2 separate regions of the Mus musculus genome follow, and region 2 is linked to region 1. Evidence: chromatin contacts called from public Micro-C data. All regions are on one chromosome and are shown on one strand. Each heading gives the region's core, a stretch centred on a gene start, on an enhancer-like site or on the middle of the called end of the contact. The rest is flanking DNA. Distances are from core to core; before and after follow the strand shown.

Region 1 (6,038 bases), core at 1,093-3,592:
CAGTTGTGACTTTTAATACAGTATGGACTTTGTGTTAGTGTTCTGTTGCTGTGAAGAGACACCATGACCTTGGCAACTTTTATGAAAGAAAGCATTTAATTGGGACTTGCTTACAGTTGCAGAGATTTAGTCCATTACCATGATGGCTGGTAGCCTGGCAGCACTCTGGCAGACATGCTACTGGAGAAATAACTGAGTTCTACATCCAGAACCATAGGCAACAGGAAGAGACTCTGGGCTTGGCATGGGATTTTTGAAACCTCACAGTCCATCTTCAATAACACACTTCCTCCAAAAGGCCACACCCCTTAATCCTTTTAATCCTTCCAAATAGTGCTACTCCCTGGTGACTAAGCATTCAAATATATGAGCCTGTGGGGGCCATTCTTATTCAAGACACCACAGACTTCTACTTTTAGCTTTGCAAAAACTGGCTTTGTGTTTGGCCTGCTAAACTCTTTGTAACGTTCCTTGGCATCACTTAATTCCCATTCTCTCCTAGAGATACTTGAGAACTAGGTTGCAACTTAGAATGAACTGTTGAAAAGGGCCAGTGCAAAGTCAGAATGCTGTAGGATGCCTGGTCCTATATACTTTGTGCTAGCAGATGTACTTAGAGAGATCCCCTGGATTGAGAATAGCAAGACCATTTCTGTTAGGATGTTGTAGTTTTAATGAAAATGGCTCCCATAGGCTCATATATTTGAGTGCTCGGTCCACAGTCGGTAGAAATGTTTGGTGAGGACTAGGAGGTGTGGCCTTGTTGGAGGAGGTGTCTTATTTTGTGGTCGAGATGTGAGGTTTCAAAAACCTATGCCATTTCTAGTTAGGATATAAGCTCACAGCTACCACCCTATTGCATGCTTACCTGCCCTCCTGCCTGCTGCCATGCTCCCCACCAAGATGGGCATGGATTCTCGCCCTCTAAGAACTGTAAGCCTTAATAAACCTTTCCGTTCATAAGTTGTCTTGGTCATGGTGTCTTCACATGGACAAATTACTTCAACAGGAAAGTAATTAAGACAAAATATCTTGCCTTTTATCTCATTTGAGAACAAAATCTCCTTATCTTATTCTTGTCAATTAACTAAGCAAATTGATTTTCATAGTTACAGGGCAGTTAGAAGTGTTTACTACATACATGACAAAGGAATAGAGCATGCCCCCTTCCATTTAGAAATGGCAATTAAGTACATTTTATTGTAGTTACAGTTTAAGGGCTAATAGGAGATTATCAACTTTGGGTTATGCAGCTAGTACTGTTGGTAATTAAAATTCCCTAACAAATGTATTATGCTATATGTCTCAGTTTTATTTAATATTCTTCCCATGGTGTTTCTTGGAGAGACATTTGACCAAGACACCCCTAGGAACTGGAGTATGTCTAATGTAGCAATTGCTGGTACATCTTGTCTATATGTGACTATAGACTTATACCATCAGTCATTTTTCCAGCTCAAATATAATTAACTGTCAATGCTTCAGAGACTGTAAAATCATGTTATCAGAGTTGTGATTCCTGAAGCCAAGTAAGATGGTGATTCTTGGTTGTATAGAATTGCCTATTGTAGGATTAATAAAAGTAAAATTACCTGAAAGGTGTTTAAATGCTGTATTCTTAGTACAATTAATGTATGGTGCTTGCTTTCTCTCTCTTTTTTTGAGATCTCATTCTCTAGCCTTAAACATATTATCCTTCCTGTGATTATAGACATATAAACTATGCTTTGATTTAGCTAGCATTCTAAGGATTATTGTGGTTTGAATCTAAAATAGTTTTCAAAGGCAAAGTTTCTAGCTGGTGGACCTTCAAGAGAGGATTACATATGGAGGGCACTAATTTCATCAATGGATATTAACAAATATAATTGATATTAACAAATTCATAAATGAATGCATTCTTAGCAGGTGGAGCTTGGTTGGAAGAAGTAGGCCATTGGGGATGCTCTGCTCTTGAAGGATACTTCCTGTGTCACTATGTGCTGTGTATGTGTGTGTACGCATAGACACACACACTCTCATATATTTTCCACCTGTTTCTTCCCCCTTTATATTATTTCTCCACTTATTTACCCTTCCCCTTTACTACTTCTCTTCCCTTCTTTCTGGCCATTGTGAGGTGAACAGTTCTTATTATGCCCTCTGAAAGCCTTCTCAACAATGCTGTCTTACCCTAGCCCCATAGCAGTGAATCGAGTGACTAAGGGTTGAAACTCCTAAAACCAAGATCTAGAATAAATCATCTGAGTTTTTCTTCTTAGGTATTTTGTCACCATGCTATAGACCTGGATAACACAAGGGAATTCATTTGGCTTCTTTCACTTTCATTTTCTGTCATTGAATTCTGAATGAATCATGCAAAGCTAGAGAGGGAGAGGGCGAGAGAATGACTCTGAAGTCAGAAGCAGGAGTGGAAACCTTCATTCCACGTTTTCCCTGGTGGAAGCAGGATCAGCTGTTTTCTTGCTGTTTATCAGGTCACAAATCCAAGGTGAAGCACACTACCTTTGATTTTCTTTTTTGGTAAGAGTGGTGTGTTCTCATTTTCTACTTGGCATTGTGTGGCTGAGTGTGAGTGGGAAGGGGCTGGTACCTCTGCCATGTGTCTTATCTGGTTGCTATGTGACCCACAGAGACCCACTCTGGAGCTTTGGCCACCTCCCATTTCCATGACTTGTTCTGAACTGACAACCCACCTCTTATGGAAGAGGACAGCTTCGAGACAGGGGAACATTTGATTCAGGGTGTCTACTTCCACTGGATGTTTGAGCCGTTATTCAGCTTTGGCAATTACAGACACAGCCTTTGTGTATGGCACAACACTCCCTCCCACCAAAGCTCTGCATTGCTTTTAGAGGTTCAGTAATGTGACTTAACTCATCTTCAACATAAAATGTATTAAAATTTAATGTTCAAATTGATGGGTATATGTTATGGTATTTGATTTTTCTTGGTTGATCCCCTCCCAAGAGATAAGATGTTTTAAGGGAGAAAGCTTAGATGACCCTCCACCCCCACTCCTAAGGATCAAAGTGAATTCTGAAAGCTCTTCTATGTGTAATAAAATAATCAGGAAAGCATTATTTTATCTAGGCTGTCAAAGTGGAATGCTTGTGACCCTCACACAGTCTTTGGAGGGCATGGTCAATGCTAATGCTGGTTTTGTTCCCTTGAGAAATGTGGAGTGTATAGAGGTTGGGAATGATAGACAGCTCTTTCCTTCTCCCTACCTTAGTTCCTGTAGTCCTGTAGTTCTGCCATCTTTAATTCTTTGTCCACAGCTCCTGTCAGGAGGTTTGTGATGCCTCTTAGTCCTCCTGGTTCTGTCTTTAGCCTTTGGGTTGTGGCTGTGATGGCTTGTTACCTAGACTGGTGCCCTAGGCTACAGGATTTCTGTTTGTGTATGTGTGAACGTGTGTGTACACGTGCTGGTGTATATAGCCTTAGGAGCTGACTCATGTGAAAAGGAACCAAAAAAATGGTTCCTGTTTTTCATGGAGCTTCAGATCTGATCCTGTAATGTCACCTTTTCTTTTTTCCCTGAGAAACTCTAAAGTTATCAGAACTAGAACTTTAACATATGCTAGCCATTTTTATGTGGAGTAAATTTACTAAGACTTAAACACTGTTTGGTATGGGCTGTTTTTATTGTTGAAATAGGATAGGAACGTGTGACTGCGTAGGAGCTATAGGCAGGCAGAAGTGCAAAGAACTAGCCCAAAGTCCTGTGGTAGAATATAGTTAATTTCCCCAAATGCTCAATAATTGCTCTCTAGTCCTAGATTAGTGGCCTCACAGTTCAGCTTTGGAAGGGGAATGAATGTAGGAAACAGTTGGGACGAGGTGGAAATTAAGAGAGATCGTGGGTCAAAAAGGAGCTTCATAATCCACAAAAATATAATCAAAGCTTAAACTAAAAAAGTCACACACTTGGCATTATATGTACCAAATCCTCATGTATGCTTAGGTAATAGAATGTTCAGTAAATAAGCAGTCTGCATTTATTTCAGAAATAGCAAATGTTTATTTTGCTATTTTATTTAGTCACAAAGAATATTAAATAGTGACTTGGCCAAATAATGTTACAGCACAAAGCACCTGGAAGTAAAAAATGCTTATCCCGCAAGGCTGTATGCAACAGTGCACAGTGCACTATGAATAATGTATCCTCAGCATGTCTATCAGTGCGCCTGAAAGTCCTTAAGGAGATGAATGGGCAGTGTTGGCCAGCTACACAGTTAGTAGAACTTATGAACAGTCGATGAGAAATGGGTTGGGCCACTTGGGCATAAACTATGCCGTGTGGCTTCTGTCGTCAAAGTATCTGGTGACATACATTTCAATCAGTCTTTCTTGCTGGGAGGAGTCTTCAAAGAAAGTATGTTTTTACTCTTCTGTAGGTGTGTTTTGTGGTCTCTGTTCGCCTATGTATTCCTGCTAGTAGACTTTAACTGGTATTGTGCAGAAGAGGGAACACTGAGTGAGAAGTTGCTTATTGGGTAAAGGCATTCTAGGTGTTTCCTTTTTGCCCAGTAAACCCTCATTAATGGCATCAGCACTCCCTGCTGTGCTGGGTCAGAGGTGGTGTGGGGTACAGGTGTGTTCCCAGTGAGGAAGGCCACATGCTTTGTACTGTGCCAGAGCAGGAAGGACGGCACTGATCGTCTTCAGAGTCTTGGAGGCCTGCTTGTTTCTTATAGTAAAACCAGTACAGCTAGAAAAGGATAAGTCCTCACTGACCGGACAGTGGGGACTTAAGGGGGGATACATGAGAGATGAAGCAGCACTGAGTGCTCCTTCACTGAGCAGCAGTCTTTTCACAGGCACTGGGTAGCTCCCACTTGAATGCGTCCTGTATGTTTCTGATGTTATTTGGTACATATGCAGTTTTTGGCTTTTCAGATTCATTCAGGAGATGCAATTTTTAGCTTAGATTTCAGTGTCCCCAAGACACACACTAAAGGAGCCCAAGGTATTTTAGTCCATGGTCATTGCCTATGGAAAGCACCTGTTTGTTCCAGCCTGGCAGATAGAAATGGTTGATTTGTTTTATGCGTTCACTACTTTTAGGAGAATGGTAACCTTCTCTTGTTGTTTGTACTTACTAACTAATCAGCGGTATAGCAAGGCAGTAACAGGAGAACTTTTCAATTAAAAAGAAAAAGTCCCTTTGCAACCTTTTTAAATCAGAGCAAAGCAAATCCTAGCTGTGTCTTATTCTGTCTGGAATTGTTTTAGAACCTTGGGGGATGTAAAGGCAAGCAGTACTGTGTTGTGAATGCCATTTCCCAAATTGGGTCAGTATTAGAATTCTTAAATTGGCAATAGCTGTGATAGCAGGACTTAAAAATTTTCAAATATCCTGTAATAGAAGACAACAAAAAGTCAGAATGGGCCTTCTTTTAAGGCCTGAATTATGTCAGCCTGTTTGATGGTGACAGACAAAAGCTAAAGAAGAGTTAGAGCTATATTTCAAGTCTCAGGGTATGCTGGCAAGAGTCTCTCTCTTAGAGCCTCAGTTTACTTATGCATAAGATGAAGATGTTGAAAGGAGACCATGCCTGTGAGGTACTGAGCCAAATCTACTTGGATACTAAATCTTAAAACCTAAGTTGCTGTCACAGCCACAGTCCCCAAACCATCCTTGAGATTTGGAAGTACTTGACAGAGAATTAGAAAGATTATATTTATTAGATGAAAAATGTACATTTTAGGGATGAGGTTATACCTTAATGGTAGAGCACTTGCCTAACCCTAGGATCAGTTCTTACTGCCAGCAAGTAAATTAAATAAGTAAAATAATGCATATCATAAGGATTTTTGTTTCACCCATGAAACCACAAAAGGTGCTTGTATAGAAAAATTTCTCTAAAATGTTATTCCTTGAAACAAGACTTAAAGATATTAAATCTTCGGAAAACTCAAAAAAAATTATTTTAACCCTCCCCCCAAAAGATATGTGTGTGTGTGTGTGTGCTTGTTAGTGTGAGCGGTGCGTGTTAATGAGGCTGTGTGGAGGGGAGAAAAAGTAAGGAAGA
Region 2 (6,038 bases), core at 993-3,492, 70 kb after region 1:
ACTTTGTAGACCAGGCTGGCCTCGAACTCAGAAATCCACCTGCCTCTGCCTCCCGAGTGCTGGGATTAAAGTCGTGCGCCACCATGCCTGACTGAGAGATTATTTTAAAAAAGGATTTAAAAAATGATTTATCATCAGCAAACTTTTATTTGGATGTTTTTATTAGGGAATGGAGAGGAAGAACAGGCTATATCGAACTGCTGGCTAGAAGGACTTGAAAATAGAACGCCTGATCGATAGTAATTTTATTTTATTTTATTTTTTGATGGGATGGTTAGGTGTGTTTTTGATACTTTTTTTCCTTTTTATGCAACCTATCTTACCCTAGCTTTGAGCTTGCTATGTAACCCAGGCTGTGAATTCATGATCATCCTGCCTAACTAGGAGTACAGGTGTGTGTCACTGTACTCAATGGAATAACAAATTCTTAATAAATACTATTTAGAATTGTGAAGTTTAAAAAAGGTTATTTTTAAGTACAGGTGAAATCATTATTAAAATGATAAAATACAACAATTAAATAGTTAATGTAATTAATCTGTGGCTTTCTATTCTACTTGATAAGAAATGCTATAAGAGTTCAGTACAAAAGGACATTCAGAGACCGTACAACTCACTAACAATCACTGTATCTCAGAGATGCAGGTTTTGCATGTATAATTAGAAGTTTTTATAATATACATTTCAAAGTCTTCATATTGATGTAGTATTTTGATAGTATTAATGACTACGAAATCTTACAAAGTTTAGTCCTTTCTGGATAATATTAAAGTTTGTAAGATTGTTTTGTTAGAGGTTGTCCTCTTTCCCCCAAAATAAAAAATGAAACAAAACAAATAAACCATGAGTCACAGCAGGGTGGCTATATTGACTTTGGATTTGAGAGAAGAGGAAGGCCTGATGATTTCAGCTTCAAGAGCCCCAAGTCATTGTCTTTCCGTTGGCTCCTATGTTGGGTTGCTGTAAGAAAATCTAGAGTCATAGCCCTTAATTAATGATGAAAGTTCAGGAAACATTTTCTATCTCTAGAAATACAGACTAGAAACAGAAAGAACAGGAAAATTGAGAGTAAGCACAATCCTGAGGTAGACCTTCCCCATCACATGGGAGACCGTTACAGTTGTATCCAGAGCAGCAGACTTACGACTGCCTTTGTGTGACTTAGCTTTGCTCAGCATCATCTCCAGTGTTCTCTCACTTTCTTATAGCTAGGCAAAACAAGAAACCTGCCTGTAGTGGGAATGATATTGTTTCCTGGGATGTCATGAGCCATTTGATAAGCTGAGGGATGTGGGGTGCTCACAGCCAGACAGTCTAAATGCCTTTATTTTGTAGCTTCTTTGTGAATTAGAGAGCTGCTTTTGGGAAGCAAATATGCATGCATTGATGTGTTTTGTTTGAAATGGAGTCTCCTGCAGCCCAAGGTGGCCCAGAACTCTTGATCTATCTACCTTCACCTGTGGAATGCTAGTATTATGGGAGTGTGTCACTGTGCCTAGTTTATGATGCTGAGATTGAAACCTATCAGGACTTTGTGTATGTTAAGAGAGCACTTTACCAACCAGGTTACAGTGTAGCATGCATTAGTTAAGACTGAAAATTGATGCCAGGGTGTCAATTCTTATTTAATGAATGAGTGCTAAAAATCATTAAAAGGTCTTTTAAGAAGAGCAAATGCACTCGCCAGTATAGAGACTTTGTCTTCCTAAAGCAGGGCAATCTTCCCCAGAGTAGACAGAACCTACAGCTCCCTTTACATGGCTTTCCTGTTTGCAGCTGATATGGTCAGTCTCATCCCAAAAGGGCTTTTTCTCCCCTCGCTACTTGATTGTAGAAAATGAGACTTGACCTTCAACCTGGACAGACGCTTCTAGCTCTCCTTGTAGCTATTTCGTGAAAACGTGAACCCATCGTACTGTGTGCTAGGGATTTACTAGAAGTGGCCTTTTTGAGGTGGTGGTGTTTATCTTTTTATCACTACCAGACACGTGGTATTATCTTAGCATTTGCAATTCTTTCTGAGAAAAAGAATGCAAAAACTGAAGGATTAGCCAGTGCGTTTGAAAATGGTGTTTTTGAAAACACTTCAAGATAGAGGACAGAATCCAATGGTAACTCGAGAAAAAGGAATGGTTTAAGATAGTCACTTTCCCTGTTTGAATTTCACACTTTCTCTTTCCTGTCTGTGCAGAAGCCATTTGCTGGAGAGAAGGTTTAATCAAAACTGAGTCATAGGTTTGACTTCCAAAAATACCACAAGGCTGTCTTTCAGCACTCTTTCCTCATGTCTTCTACCTCTACAGTGTTCCAGGATTATAGTCACTGAATTCTAAATCCCATGGCTAGCTGCTGTGAATACTATGGCATTAAACTCTTTCTGACGTGTGTCTTGTCACGAGAGTGTGAACAAACCATTGGTAGCCTATGGTAAGATGTGTGAGGAGAAAATAAACAGATTTGCAAGGACACTCTTAAACCAATCACTACACAGTTCCAAAACCACCTGTTGGCCTCATTAAGGGATTCTATATGCATGGGGTTTCAGCATTTAATAAGTTAATGCCTTCAAAGATTTGAGCTTTAACGACCAGTTGGGAATTTTAGCTTGGAAAGAGCTCTTGTGTTACAGGTAAAGAGGTTGGCTGTCTTTAATATTTCTAGTCTTTTTGGCTCCAGTGTCCTAATGCTTTCCATAACTCTGTTTTAGCTTCTATCTGTTTTTAAGGAAGAATGATGTTCAACAAAAACTCAACTGGCTTATGCAGGCATCCTCAAACTCTATTTGCTTCTCCTGTCTCAGCCTCATGAGGGCTGGGATTAAGTCACACTTGTTTGGTGACCATGTTTTCTTTTCTTTTTTTGCAGCACACAATATAATTGCTTTATGACACGATTGATTCTCAAAATTGGGTCATTTTGAGTCTGTGTTTTGTATTTTATTATTTTAGAATTTCACTTGTTTTGGTCCAAAGTACCTCCTACTCCTTCCCTTCCCATTTCCCACATTCTCCTCTGCCATTTGAAAGTATAATTTTAGTGTAAGAATTTGAATATGCTTACTTTTACTTCATTTTTCCTCTGCTTAGCTATCATGAGATCTGCTCCATTTGTTCTAAGACTTTATTGAGGGACAGAGTCAACTCTGATCCTTCCTTAGATATGGACATTAAAATAACAAAATCAAGATTCAGAACTATCTATAAACTGTTAGGGGTGGATGGAGATATCTGACATAATATTCACGTCCCTGAATTCTACTATGTTTGATTCAAGATGACAGCCTTGAACTTACTATCTTTGCGTAGGTGATAATGGCTCTGTTCTTGCCAGTGAGTAGACACTGTGTTGGGCTTTGGGCTTCTGAAGCTTATGGCTGTTACTCATTACCACCATAATGTCTGAAGCTTCATTTGTATTAGTAGAATCTGAGTTTACCTTCTTATTTGTGATACAGTCAGACTTTAAAGCTGGCATTGGTACCCTGTTTACCCACCTCTCCAGCACATTGGTCAGCCTCGTATAAACTCAGAAGTTTTTCCCTGTCCCCTTTTTATTTTTCACTTGGCCTTAAGTTCTGATAAGAACAGCTGTTGTGAATTATGCACTCGATGACTCTTTTGTAAATAAAGCTGGGATCCTGAGTAGTGACAATTGTTTGTCCCTGGGAATCTGAAAAGCTATTTTGAATCAAGACCATAGCAAACACACAGGAACTAAGGTTTTTTTCTGATTGTTTGGTATTTGCTTAACACCTTTCAGTCTCTCATTACATGTCATATCTAATTCTTCAAGGAGAAGTGGGACTATGGGATAAAATACCACATGCACTAGCAAGTCAAAGCATATTTTGGGTTATTATTTAGCTGGGCAGAGGTATTCAGACTCAACTGAAAGTGCCATGTGACTTGAAGAGCTGGTGAGTTGGTTAACCAAATTTGGACAGAGCTATATTGTGTAACTGACATCAGTGGAGATTAAATAGCTTGGGGGTAGGGTGGGCTGGGGGAGAAGCAAGGAGGATAACAAGGAAACAAGCGCCCGTTAGATGTGAACCTGTACACTGGGACTTTGTTAGCCAAGATGCTGTGAACTTTCCCATTGCGATGAAAATCTTAAAAGATACAGCTTTTGAGGTTGAGTTCCCTTGGATTCTGTGAACTTGTTAATAGAAGTGACAGCTAGATTCTACAATCCTCCTGCTGGAGTCTTCTCAAGTACATTTTCCTTTTTAACTTCCTTGGGGATCTTCTCTTTTCCCCTATTATCCCCCTTCTTAGACTTTTGTAATCCTAAGCTGTATACAGAATTGTCAGTAAAACAGGCCATTTCGAGAAATAACCTTTCATGTCTTTTAATGATGGAAACAAGAAAACAAAGAGAAAGCCCATGAGCAGTGAGAACTTGCAGGACTCCTTCTTTTCTCCCCGCTGCTTCATGATCATTTCTTTCTCTGTAAGCCAGAATTAAAAGCAAAACAAAGTTTTAGCCAGGAAACATTACAAGGATCTATACAAATACTTCATACCTGCTCTTGTGCCAATGGGTGCTGGGCAGGGGAAGAATGAAGGGGCAGGGACTGGGAGGGAATTCTACCTGCAGCCCGCCCGCTTCCTTTAGAATGCTGAGCTACAGAGTGAGACTTTGTTTAAAAACAAAACAAAACAAAACCCAGCAAAAGTCATGTCACTAAAATTGCAAATGTTATGATTGATTTTTGATAAATGAACTATGAGCAATAGAATCATACTGATAAATCTTTAGTGTGCATAAATGCTTTTATATATTTTTATTTAATTTTGACATTATTAAATAAAGTGTACTGTGCTAGAGCAAAAGGCTGCTATAGGAATGTAACTGGTATAGTAGCTTAAAGAACAGAGAAGTTTTCTATGAAAATTGTTTATGGGGCATGTTATAGGTCATGACTCTGCTCTATAAGGTTATCCAAAGATACAAACTCCTTCCTCGAATTCCCAAGGTCAGAGCAGAATACTCTTGTGATTTGTGTGGTCGGATGTAGAAAGCTCTGCTGATGCTGGTAGGGATAAGAAAGAGCTTGGATGGAAGGTTTAACCACCAGAGCCATCAAATTCTTAGGAATAAAGAATTAGTCATGCATTGGAAGATGGCACAGTGATGTGTACATACCCACATGTATGAGTATGGAGATCATAGATAATCCTCAGATGTGTTCCCCACTCACTCACTGGGAGAGAGGGAGAAAGGGAGAGGGAGAAAGATAAATTTTTTACATATATATAAATATGTAATACTATGTATGTTCCATATATAATATGTAAATTAAATTTTGTGTGTTTGTGTGTGTGTGTGTGTGTGTGTGTGTGTGTGTGTGTGTGTATTTGCCTGAATGTGTGTCCACTGTGTGCATATGGAGGCCAAAAGAAGCCTGACCCCCTAGGACTGGAGTTAAGTGTTGTAAGCTTTGATGTGGGTGTTACAAATTGAATTCCAGTCTTCTGGAGGGAGTAGCAAGTGCTTTTAACTGGTGGGGTGTTTTTTTTTTTTTTCTATCCTTCTATCTTATTTTTTTGAGACAGTCTATCATTGAACCTGGAGCTCACTGTTGGCTAGACTGTGTAAGCAGAAAGTCCCAGGGACTCTTCTGACTCTGTTATCCCTAATACCATGAAGACCCATCACTGTGCCTGCCTTAAAGTGGGTGTTGGGGATGTGAATTGAGGTCCTCATGCTTATATGCAAGCACTATTTCCTTAGATCGCTGGGTAGGTAGTAGGTTTTGATGACCCTCTGACATCTCTTACAGTTGGTTTAGTGGATAGGAATGGGAAGAAGTGATCGAATATACTGTGGCATGCTATCTTTTTCTTTCAAAGTTGATTTAATCTTCTTGCTGAATTCTGCTGTGAAGATTAGCCTGGATTGTATACCAGTTTTAGAAGAGCAAGAAACATGTATGTTTCTTAAATTGGTTTAACCATTGTGTTCTATAGTTCTCCTTGTATGTATATCTATGTAGTTATTAATTTGCTAGTATATAGAGTATTTGTAGAATTCTA

Evidence for each region. A called contact is a pair of places that touch in the nucleus more often than the background predicts.
Region 2: a contact with region 1 is called in a Micro-C map of granulosa cells, with 1.9 times the contacts expected there. The contact joins two enhancer-like sites. A contact is called at or near these places in 1 of 15 datasets of contacts at CTCF or cohesin (pro-B cells), 14 of 484 Hi-C or Micro-C datasets (B cells, the C10 cell line, the HL-1 cell line and 11 more), 3 of 115 datasets of contacts at active chromatin or transcription factors (the 230-238 cell line, bone marrow-derived dendritic cells and stem cell-derived neural progenitor cells) and 1 of 9 other capture datasets (embryonic stem cells).

The regions. Positions count from the first base shown.
Region 1 is chr13:9,378,604-9,384,641 of GRCm38.p6, forward strand. The region is part of intron 1 of Dip2c (disco interacting protein 2 homolog C); the gene reads left to right. Among named protein-coding and RNA genes, the nearest start is that of Dip2c, 110 kb to the left of the region's middle. Within about 2 kb of position 2,343, at least 20 of the 459 cell types and tissues checked have an H3K27ac peak or open chromatin away from gene starts, as enhancers often do. A contact at or near this core is called in granulosa cells, where this site is marked.
Region 2 is chr13:9,448,214-9,454,251 of GRCm38.p6, forward strand. The region is part of intron 1 of Dip2c (disco interacting protein 2 homolog C); the gene reads left to right. Among named protein-coding and RNA genes, the nearest start is that of Dip2c, 170 kb to the left of the region's middle. Within about 2 kb of position 2,243, at least 17 of the 459 cell types and tissues checked have an H3K27ac peak or open chromatin away from gene starts, as enhancers often do. A contact at or near this core is called in granulosa cells, where this site is marked.